2 separate regions of the Sus scrofa genome follow, and region 2 is linked to region 1. The links are chromatin contacts, called in public Hi-C maps. All regions are on one chromosome and are shown on one strand. The core of a region is the stretch at or near the end of the contact, and the rest is flanking DNA. Distances in the headings are between cores, read along the strand shown. Region 1 has its middle 25 kb from the start of IFNLR1. Region 2 overlaps STPG1 (O(6)-methylguanine-induced apoptosis 2).

What was found. Hi-C and Micro-C count contacts between places; a contact is called where the count stands out from the background.
Region 2: a Hi-C map of retroperitoneal adipose tissue shows a contact between it and region 1, with 1.8 times the contacts expected there. The contact joins two enhancer-like sites. A contact is called at or near these places in 20 of 47 Hi-C or Micro-C datasets (alveolar macrophages, blood, brain and 11 more) and 1 of 2 datasets of contacts at active chromatin or transcription factors (alveolar macrophages).

What each region holds. Positions count from the first base shown.
Region 1 is chr6:81,936,558-81,941,976 of Sscrofa11.1, reverse strand. No RefSeq gene overlaps it. Among named protein-coding and RNA genes, the nearest start is that of IFNLR1, 25 kb to the right of the region's middle. Within about 2 kb of position 3,621, at least 3 of the 83 cell types and tissues checked have an H3K27ac peak or open chromatin away from gene starts, as enhancers often do. A contact at or near this core is called in alveolar macrophages and retroperitoneal adipose tissue, where this site is marked.
Region 2 is chr6:82,075,051-82,081,077 of Sscrofa11.1, reverse strand. It overlaps STPG1 (O(6)-methylguanine-induced apoptosis 2), which reads left to right. Exons shown (of 8, transcript XM_021095547.1): 4 at 5,246-5,416. Among named protein-coding and RNA genes, the nearest start is that of STPG1, 33 kb to the left of the region's middle. Within about 2 kb of position 4,592, at least 5 of the 83 cell types and tissues checked have an H3K27ac peak or open chromatin away from gene starts, as enhancers often do. A contact at or near this core is called in alveolar macrophages and retroperitoneal adipose tissue, where this site is marked.

The sequences.
Region 1 (5,419 bases), core at 2,372-4,871:
AGAGTAGCCTGCATAGCTGGCTGGTCTTAACTTCCAGGGGACCAGGAGTCAATTACCAGCTGCAGTTTACCAGAATTTGCATTATCCTGGGGTTTTATTAAATTTTGTTACCACCCCTATTTTATGGATGTGAAGCTCAATTTCCATTGGAATCATTTTCGTCTGAGGGCTTCTTCCTCTCTGGCCTGCTTCTTCTCGGCTGACGAAGGTAGGCTCAAAACTACCAGGTGATGCTCGTTGGATTTGTCTGTAAACCAAGAGTAACTAGGTTCAAAATGAGGACCCGAGGCTACTTTTAGGAGAAAAGTCAGAAGAATTAGTGTGGGAACTCTACACTGTCTGTTTTGTGTGTTCAGAGGTCTTTTTCCCCTTGTTTCCTGGTTCACAGATGAGGCTGCCTGATACAGAGTCTGAAAATCCTAGCTGTTATCATCACCTGAATGAACTCCGTCTGTTTTGGAATGTACTGTATTGTATGATTTTCCAAAAAATTGTGCCTGGAACTGACTTCCTTAGGTTGGACTTAGAAGAGTTATTTTGGCAAATACATCCTAGGTGCCTATGCTGTGCCAGGCACAGTGGGTACAGGGAGCCAGCCGGCCAGCGTGGGCTCTGGAACTGAGTATCCAGCTGTTCACTCATTCATCAAGAAATATTCAATAAGCCCCCATGTGTGCCAAGCATTGCTCTAGGAATTTACTTACCCTCAGTCCTTTTTTCTTCAAAATTGCTATGCAGGTTAGGTCTAATAATCCCCACTTGACAGAGGAAAAAACTGAAAGTCAGAAAGGTGAAGGCTCTGGCTGGGGATCACACCTCCAGGAAGGGGTGGAGCTGGGTCTGAGCTCTCAGCCCCTCCCCCACCCTCCCCCCACCCTGGGCTCCCGACTCCCCCAAGAAAGCTTTGCGAAACTGCTCTCTAAGAACCTCGAATGGAGTGCTTGGCTTTGCCTGGCTCCAGGAGCTGTGAAACGGGTATTTCCTTAAGCTCTTAACAAACTTAGATGGTTCCACCCTTGAGAGATACCTAAATGCCAGCCTCCCATGACAGAGGGGAAACCCAGCAGTTCTGGGGCCCTGGTGACGCTGGCCTGGTGCCAGGTGTCCCCGGCCCCAAATTAGAGCCGGGCCTGGGATGACTGAGGTTTAGCAAACAGAAGGTAGGGTGAGGGGTCAGCCATCACTCAGATTGGAGGGGAGGTTTGAAAATCTGTGCTGGAGGAAAGCTTTGCCTCTGGGGAAACGCCTATGTTCCTGCCTCATTTAAGGAGCCCCATAATCTACTCTGCCCCCTGCTAGCTGAGTAAACTAATAGGCAAGTGATACAACCTTTCTGTTCCTCAATTTCCTTATTTATAAAGTGACTATGATAAGCCCTCCTTGCGAGGATTCCATGAAATCCTGCCCTACTGTATTCAACATGCATTTGCCAGGAACATGAAACGTGCAACACAGTTAAGTCCTACTTTTTCCCCCTGCTGTACGCATGGCAGACATTACTAATAGATCACAGACCCTCTTCCCCACCCAGCCCAGATACAACTTCAGACTGGCTCATGGCACCATCCAGGCAGCCACCTCCAACAGAGCTGACATGTGTCCCCATAACCTATTACAAAGCGGGTGGTTTAAACCAAGCATTTTATCACATCTCATGATTTCGTGGGTTAGGAATTCAGGCAGGGGTTGCCGGGGCAATAATTTGGCTTCACGTGGCATTACTGAGGCTGCTTGATTCAGCTGGCAGCTGGGCTCATCTGAAGGGGTCATCAGCTTCACCCACATTCCTGGAAGCTTGGTGAGAACTGCTGTAAGGTTGGGCTCAACTGGGCCCTGTCCCTATCCACACAGTCATGGGGCCTCTGCACATGATTTCACTAGCCAGAGTAGGAAGACCTGTCCACAGGCAGCGCAAAACTCCACGTGATGGCAAATAGAAGCTGCAATTTCTCAAGGCCTGAACGAGGTCCTAGAAGGGCACTGCTTCTGCTGTATTCTGCTGGTCAAAGCAGGCATAGGCCCACCTATGTCAAGGGAAGGAGTCATCTTTAATCTGCTACAGCAGGGGAGATGAAGTTTGTCTGCCAAGCTCCTGATATAATCAGCAAATGGCTGGGCCCTTCCTACCCCTCCCTAGGCACCAACTGTCCCCATATGTATGTATTCAGAATTTTCTTCGGGCGGGGATCTGTGGGAGATAGAGAAATAAGCCTGTCCTCTGAGTTCCCCTTGTGGCTTAGCGGGTAACGAACCCGACTAGTATCCATGAGGACGAGGGTTCAATGCCTGGTCTCGCTTAATGGGTTAAGGATCTGGTTGCAGACATGGCTGGGATCCCACGTTGCTGTGTCTGCGGCATAGGTCGGCAGCTGTAGCTCCAATTCAACCCTTAGGCTGGGAACTTCCATGTGCGACCCTAAAAATGGAAAGAAAGGAAAAAAAAAAGGAAAGAAGGAAGGAGAGAGAGAGAGAGGAAAGAAGGAAGGAAAGAAAGAAAGAGAGAGAGAGAGAAAGAAAGAAAGAAAGAAAGAAAGAAAGAAAGAAAGAAAGAAAGAAAGAAAGAAAGGAAGGAAGGAAGGAAAGAAAAAGAAAAAGAAAGGAAGGAAGGAAGAAAGGAAAGATAGGAGGGAAAGTGGGGGTGGGGAGGAAGGAGCGTGTCCTGGGCCCTGCCCTCCAGCAGCTCACCGTGGGGGTCTGGGGAAATGGGCCGTGTTCCATAAAGAAGTCAAAGGGCCACGTCCCTCAGCTAAGGGAGAGAGACGCAGCTCCCTCAGGGGCTCGGAGGAGGGAAATTGGGGGGCAGGATGGGGGCACGTGGCATCTGAGCTGCATTTTCAGGATGGCAGCTCTTTACAGCTGGATCCCCATCTTCGCCCAGTGCTTACTGGATGCCCGCTGTGTGACAGGTACTGAATTGGGCCCCGAGGATGCAGCCGTGGATGTGACAGGGCCCCTCTTGTAAGCAGCTAGCCATTCTGGTTGGGGAAGCCTATTAATAGGCGAGGCTGAAAATAAATAAAGAGCATAGTTTCTGATCATGATAAAGGCTGGGAAGACCAGCAAGTGGGATAAAGGGCCCAGGTGTAACTGGGGTGGGGGAGGGTGCTATGGGTGGGGAGTCAGGCGAGGCCTCCAGAGGGCCCTGGAGGGGAGGGGGTGGGATTGGCGGGAAGGTACCAGCCAGGTGAGTGCCGAGGCCCCCATCCCAGGCAGGGTGACCAAGGCCGTGGAGAGACAGCAGTGGTCACAATTCTGTCTGAGGAACAGGAACGGGCCAGTGAGGATGGTGCCGGCTGGGCGAGGCAGGGAGAAGCTGGGCCAGGACAGTGAGGGTTTGTTACAGGAAGAACCCCTGCCATGTGGACAGTGGATTCAATGGTGTGGAATCAGGAGCCTGGTGGGAGCTGCTGTGATGCACACCTGGAGAGGTGGGGTGAGAGGGGTGGAAGTCTGGAGAAGGGCTGGCTCGGGGCTGGGTTTGGAGGGGCCAGAAGCATTTGCTGGCGGAGGGATGTGGGCTGTAGAAATCAGGAAAGACTCCAGAGTTTGGGGCCTGGCTCTGCTGGGCAGAGGGAGAAGGGTGGCACTTCCTGAAATGAGGAAACAGGGAGGACGAATTTAGTCTGAGCAGATGGCATTGTCGTCACATGAATTTTAGCTGCGGTTTTTCAAGCATCTGTCACGGGAACCTTGCAACAGCAATGGTTTTTAAATGTTATCTGGAGTTCCCTGGTGGCCTAGTGGTTAAAGGATCCAGCATGGTCGCTGCTGTGGCTGGGGTTGCTGCTGTGGTGTGGGTTGGATCCCTGGCCCGGGGACTTCTGTATGGCATTAGTGCAGCCAAAAGAGAAATGTTTGTGAGACAGGCTTTCTGGGGCCACTTTGCAGCCAAGCAAACCAAGGCTGGGGTAGGTCCTGCCCAGTCCCCCTCGTAGCAGGAGCAAAGCAGGGCGTGAACACAAGGTCTAGCCAACACCAAGCCCCTTGCTGTATGTTATACACCAGTGGGTCTCAGCCCACCTGGCCCAGGGGACACTGGGCAATGTCTGGAGACGTGATGGGCTATCACACCGGGAGCGTGGCAATGGTCTGCTAGTGGGTAGGATCCAGGGGGCTGCATGTCACAGGACATATCCTGCACATCATAGGATCATCTCCCCAACCAAGAATTATCCTGTCCCAAGTGTCGGCAGTGCTGAGGCTCAGAAACCATCACAGAGACCATTTAAGAGAAGCAAAGAACAACGTGAGGGGTGGGAATGGGAAGATGGGGCTGGGATTTGAGGGATAGGACTTGAATGAGCAAAGACACAGGGGCCTGAAGGCCCAAGTTGTGGATGAGAAGCCATCCAGGTTGGCCAAGGGGTCGTGTGGGACATGCAGAGTGAGCGGTGGATGGGGAACAGATCCTGACAGAGCTTGCGGGTGAAGTCCAGGAACTCCCTTTAGGGACAACAGGAGGGCCTAAAGGCCAAGCCCAGGGGAGGGGCATGATGGGAGAGCATGCTTTTTCTTCCCGTATCCCTCTCAGGAAAAGGGCTGATAAATATCCTCACACTAAGGGATAAATGACTGAAAACTGAACTGGTGACCTTTTTCTGGGCTATCTGTATTTTAATGAAGGCAAAGTGTTAAGCCAAAGAAATGAAGCAGTAATGGTGGAATTTCAGGCATCATGAGGATGAGTCTGGGCAGAGGAGCCTGCCAGTGAGTGATTCTCAGCCTGGGCTAAAAAGGTCAAAGGCCTGAGCCACATTTAGGAAGCCCAGGTAAGGAAGTGCACTGATTTCTCCATCAAGTCAACATCCACAGGGCACTCAGGGCTCCGTGTCAGGCATTGGTAAGAGCTCCAACCTGCATCACCTGTACAAGCCCCCCACACCTATGAGGGTGTTTTTGTTCTAGATAAGACCTGAGGCACTCGGGTTAAGCGATAAGTCATGGAGCTGTGTCCCTCTGGGGCTTGTGTTCTTTTTTTTTTTTTTTTTGTCTGTCTTTTTAGGGCTGCATCCACAGCATATGGAAGTTCCCAGGCTAGGGGTTGAATCTGAGTTGTAGATGCTGGCCCACACCACAGCCACCACGATACCATATCTGAGCCACATCTGCGAGTTACACCACAGCTCATGGCAACAGCAGATCCTTAACCCACTGAGTGAGGCCAGGGATCGAACCTACATCCTCATGGATGCTCGGTTTCTGCTGAGCCCAAGGGGAACTCCTGGGGCTTGTGTTCTTTATCTTGACATAGCGCAGAGACATCATAATCATCACCGTTTGCATATATTAACTCACGCCTCACGACCAACCTACCCACGTAGTACAGTTATCCCCATTTTATGGATTAGAGGTCTGAGGCACAGAGGGAAGTACCTTGCTGAAGGTCACACAGCTGCTATGTAAGACTGAAATCCAGGCA
Region 2 (6,027 bases), core at 3,343-5,842, 140 kb before region 1:
ACCCCTTCTCGGAGCGAGGGCATTATCTGCGGGATGCTTTCCTTCCTTCGTTGCACAAGCAGGTATTGGCCCTCCGGCCCCTTCTCTCCAAAGGCCTGTGGTTCTATTTAGGAGAGTAACCACCTCCTTAGCGTTCATGCAGGGAAACTGGAGCCCATGCCTTTCAGTAATTTTTTTCCACTGCTACACATTACCAGAGTGGGGAGCGAAGCTAGAAGAACATTCAAAATCCAATTTTGTCTTTAGGGAGCAGACCAGCAAATATCTTCCTGAGTGTTTCAGGCAAACCAGCAAAAAGTTATTATTATACATCTTGCCCTAATAGGATTTTTTACAAGGCTTAGTCTATGTGGGTTATTCATATTATTCAGAAATCGGATGCGACCAGAAAGAATGCAGGCGGCAGGCTGGGAATTTGGTGACATTCCTCTCTTCTTCATTTCTCTTCTTCGTAAGATGGGGGACTTTATCTTTGTGGAAGGCTCAAACCACCAAATAGCTAAACAAAGTGCTGATGTCTCTGACCAGATCTGGGCAAGGATAGTCTGATTGATTGATTGATTGATCTTTTTAAGGCCACACCCGTGGCACATGGAACTTCCCAGGCTAGGGGTCAAATTAGAGCCGTAGCCACCAGCCTACACCCCAGCCACAGCAATGCCAGATCCGAGCCTTGTCTGCAACCTACACTACAGTTCACACCACAGCTCATGGCAACACTGGATCCTTAACCCACTGAGCGAGGCCAGGGCTTGCACCTGTGTCCTCATGGATTCTAGTCAGATTCGTTTCAGCTGAGCCATGACGGGAACTGGGCAAGGATACTCTTTATTTGAACATTTCTCAGTTGGCAAGAAAAATAGATATGACAAGGAGAAAGGGTCAAAGCAGGTAGTGAGAGTAGCTGAGGTAGGAAAGTGAAAAAGAAAGCAAACCCACACTCCAGCATCAACAAGACACCTATGCCGTCTGTCCCTTTAAAAGTTATAATAATCTCTTGCAAAAAATGTATTATGATACCTGACATTGGAATTGATTTAAAAAAAAAAAAACAAAAAACCACACAACACAAAGAGACCATTTAAGACACACTGAATGCAGCCACTTATTGGAATTCAAGCTTGGCAGAATTGAGGACCCAGGGAGCAAACTAACTCTGGAGTTAACTCTTCTTTAGCAAAGACGTTGAGGCTGCACATGCCCCCAGTGAGTTCACAGAACAGCCAAGCCTCTGCCTCTTTCTTCTGCCCCAAACCCTGCAAGCAAAGAGACTCCAGAGCAACCGGGCAAAAGATGTGCCGTCTCACGATGGCCTGGTGCTGGAGACAAGACTTAAACCTAATCCCGACTCAGCTGTGGGTTCTTGATGTGACCTCAAGCACGTCACCCTCAGTGTCCCAATTGCCTCATAGAGCAGAGACGCCCCGGAGGCGCTGGGCAAGTTAACGTTGCAGGGAGTGAAATTCTCTTTGAAACTGCGGAGCATCGTAAACACGTTAGATGTTGTGATTGTTACCGCCTGAGTCACAAACAATACTTCCTGCAACACCTCGAGTTTTCTCCCTGAGAATGTCTTTGCCAAATGGTGGCACAGCCCATTCCTGCCTGGTGCCAAAGAAGGCACTGAATCAGAGCACACCATCAATTTCCCTGCTGGGCTTTACGGGCAGTAACTTTCCAGATGACGCAGCCCGGCCGTCTGGAGGAGAAGGGGCCCCAGGGAAGATCTGCACAGGACAGGATCTCATCAGACCTTTCAGGTCTTTAAAAAACTCAGACCCAACCCCAGAGAAGTCAGATGCAGAGCTGTTCAGGCTTCCTCTCCTGGCTGTGATGGATATGAGGGTTTGTATTTACATGGATAAACACACAAGTGCCTGCATCCTTGGGCAGGGCCCTTAAGTGGTTGGAGGAGCTCTGTCAGGACCTCCCCGCATCTTGCCTAGTTCCTTTCCGAACTGGACACAAATTTCATTCCTCCGCCCCTTCTTTTGGTGACTGTCATGTTCAGTGCCTCCTGGTTCCAGATTCCAAGACTCTGAAGGGATTAAAAGTAGTCCTCCTAAAAAAAAAAAAAAAAAAAAAAAAGTTCCCATCGTGGCTCAGTGGGTTAAGAACCCGACATAGTGTCCATGAGGATGCAGTTTTGATCCCTGCCCTCGCTCAGTGGGTTAAGGATCTGGCATTGCCGCAAGCTGCACTGTAGGTTGCAGATGTGGCTCAGATCCCATGTTGCTATGCTGTGGTCAGGCCTGAAGATGCAGCTCCGATTCCATCCCTCGCCTGGGAACTTCTATGTGCCTCCATAAAAAGCAAACAAATGAAAAGAAAGAAAAAGAAAGAAAAAAGAAATAGAAGCGGTCCTGCTCGTGGAGTTCCCTGGCGGCCTAGTGGTTAAGGATTCGGTCTTATCACTTCTGTGGCACGGGCTTGATCCCTGGCCTGAGAATGTCCATGGCCAGGAAAAAAAAAAAAAAAACAAAAAAACGCAGTCCTTGTCAGAGAAAGGTCTGCCTTATTGACACTGGTATGGTAGAAGGAGTGTGATGCTGGGGTGAGGCCGACCAAAACCCTCTGTGGGTCAATACGTTTTAGAAACTTCCTGATGACTCTTGGAACAATTGCACTCAATCTTTTGAGAGGACCTGTCATCAAAGTCCACATAATCTACTGTATTCCAAAGCTTTGCTCCAGAATTATTCACAGGGCCGACTAGGAAGTCAAACGAGGCAGGCTGGGGAGACTTCCACAGCCTTTCTGTATTTGCCCAGGGGCAGCAGTGACTTTGGAAGAACTGGTATGTGCTGGAGGGGGGCTCATAAGTGCCAGCATGAGGCCAGATTGGGGACCGTAGGCCTGACAATGAAAAGAAAATCAAGGGAGGGTTGGGGAGCAAGTGTCACTTGAGCTGTGCTCGGGCGCTAACTCCATTATGACATTTTATGAAACTTTGCTTCGAACAGGCATCTTTCGGAACAACCGTTCCCAAAGGGTATGTTGGTAGATATTCTAAGCCAAAAAGATCCTATGATGGAGGAAGGTTGAAAAGGGCTGTTTAAACCAAGTTAGGTCTCTTTACTGTGGCTCTTCTCAGAGCATTTACTACCCCCATGAGTGCTAGGAATCTCTGAAATGGGATCATGTCGTGAGACTTCTCAAATTTATTTGACCCTGGAGCTCTCTCCTTACTGCTGCTATGACCAATAGGATCTTATCTTATAGAGCTGGGATGCCAAGGAACACACTTTGGGAAAGAGTGCTTTAAGAAAACACACTTGCTGGAGTTCCTGTTGTGGCTCCACAGTAACAAACCGGCCTAGTATCCATAAGGTGCAGGTTCGATCCCTGGCCTCGCCCAGTGGGTTAAGGATCCGGCGTTGCCCCAAGCTGCAGCTTAGTTCGCAGATGTGGCTCAGATCCCTTGTTGCTGTGGCTGTGGTGTAGGCCGGCCACTGCAGCTCCAATTCATCTCCTAGCCAGGGAACTTTCATATGCTGCAGGTGCAGTCCTAAAAAGACAAAAAAGAACAAAAGAAAAACATACTTGTCTATACCGCTGGGTGACCCAAGACAGACACACTGCAAAAGGTAGCACCAAGGAAGGTCTGATCTCAACACGCTTCTTCTGTGGGAGTTAAGAGGAAAGAGCAGAGGGTGCGCCTCCACCCCTGGGCACAGGAGATTTTGAGTGGTGATTCTTCCTGAATTAAAACCTCCCACAGGCATTTATCAGCTGCTCACCTCGTGGAGACAGACCGTCTGGGTGAGGATGTTGGTTCCACCACTTCACTAGCTGAGGAGGTTCAGTTTCCTCATCTGCAAAGTGGGGGTAAAATCATAACAGCGTCTACACAGGGTTGTCATGGGGATTCAGTGCAAAGCCCCCGAAAAGTATGCAGCTAACTATTGCCCCAAGCGCAAAGGCAAAGTGACTCCCAGGCTGGGGTGACCTTACTTCTGAGAACATCCATGCATCCTTCCACGTGGGAGGAGGCAGATCTGGGACTCGAACCCAGGTTAGACTCGGCACAACTAAGACTGGACAAGAACGCTCCTGCTTCTGATGGCGCATCCGCCCAGTAATCAGTGGCGCCTGAACCAGGTGGAGAGAGTTACCGCCACCAAGTACAGCGTGAGGTCAGGTGGGGCCCTGAGGCCTTCACACAGCCTCCCCCACCTTCTGTGCTTGGGGAGTCGCTGACCCCTATCCAGCAGAGGTGACCCGGGCAACGTTCTCAAGCTTTTAACCATGAAATAACAAAACAAATTTTTTGTTTTATCAGGCTTCAATACTTGCCATACTACCCCAGGGAAAGGTGATGTTATCGCCCAGTTTTTATGGCTTTTGTCCCTTTTCATTTGGCAAACATTGATTCTTTTTTTTTTTTTAACCGAAAATAGTTTATCATAGCTTCCTGGAAGGGGTAGGATTTGTTCTGTTGAAACACCAAAAATATCGTAGGGTTTTATGAAATCAGTGATTACGTGGGGGGAGAGGAGGCGTGGGTGGACAGGCGTGGTTCCTCATGGGACCTTGGACCTTGGAGGCCTTAGAAACAAATCGGTTATTTAGGAAGTTCTGATTATTTAACCTCAGAAACGAGAAGTGAGGTTTGACTCAAAGGAAAGCCAAGGTAGGAAGAAAAAAGACTACAGCCTCCCATTGTACAAATCACCCAGCAGCTGATGAGTCAAGCGGCCTGCATCAGGATTGGGTGAAAATGCATTTATGGCAAAAATTACTTTTGCCAAATCCCAAACATAAGATGAATAATTTGAGTTAGTTTACAGAAGTAAACACAGGCCTGAACTTGCATTTTCCAAGAGCAAATAAATCCTCAAAGCCCAAGGTAATTTTGTCATTGTTCCCTGCCAGAGTTTCACCTTTCATAAAGTGCTTTTAGGAGTTTCCGTTGTGGCTCAGCACAAATTAATCTGACTAATATCCATGAGGACGCAGGTTCGAGCCCTGGCCTTGCTCTGTGTGTTAAGGATCTGGTGTTGCTGTGAGCTGTGGTGTAGACTGCAAACATGGCTCGGGTCCTGTGTTGCTGTGGCTGTGGCGTAGGCCAGCGGCTATAGCTCCAATTCAACCCCTAGCCTGGGAACCTCCATGTGCTGCAGAGGCAGCCCTAAAAAGATTAAAAAAAAAAAAAAGAGTAAATGCCAGGCACCATCTCTTTGACATCTGTCCTTCAGAGCCATAAGATAAGTGGTGATGTGGATTCTTTGGCTTTTCCTCACAGCGGGCCCGGTTGGATACCATCATTTCTAAACACCCTGCAGCTAATGCATACACAATCCCATCACATTTTGTTTCGAAGAAAGACTTCAGTAATTCCTGTTCCAGCATGTTCCAGCTGCCAAGCTTCAGGAAAGTTCTCAAACTTGAAACTCCCGCACCAAACCATTACAATGTAAGAACACCGCACCTGCTTTCTAAATATATACTGAGTGAATTGTTTACTGAAATGGAAGAAGGGAAGAGGGAAGCTTAGGGAAATGGTGTTTAGTGCACCTGGTAGTTGGTTGGCCTTTGTTGACCATCCAATGGTGTCACGAGTCTGTGCAACACTCTCATAGGAACTTGCAGAACCCAGAGGGAAAACCGTGGGCAACACGGGGGAGAGCATGGAGCAGCGGGAAGACCACCGCCCCGGAAAATACTTATCGTCATGACTCCTCTCACATAACCTTTCGGGGCGACAGTTTTCTCATCTGTAACAATGAGTATATTATTTGCCACCTTGTTTGCAGACACTATTCATTTCCTTTTTAGATTCTTATAGGGAAAGTGAACTTCTATCTTTACATATCAGACAATTGGTATTTCTTTCCTTTTTTTTTTTTTTTTGACTTTTTGCCTTTTCTAGGGCTGTTCCCGTGGCATATGGAGGTTCCCAGGCTAGGGGTCGAATCAGAGCTGTAGCCGCCGGCCTACACCACAGCCACAGTCACAGCAACTCAGGATCCAAGCGGAGTCTGCGACCTACACCACAGCTCACGGCAATGCCGGATCCTTAACCCA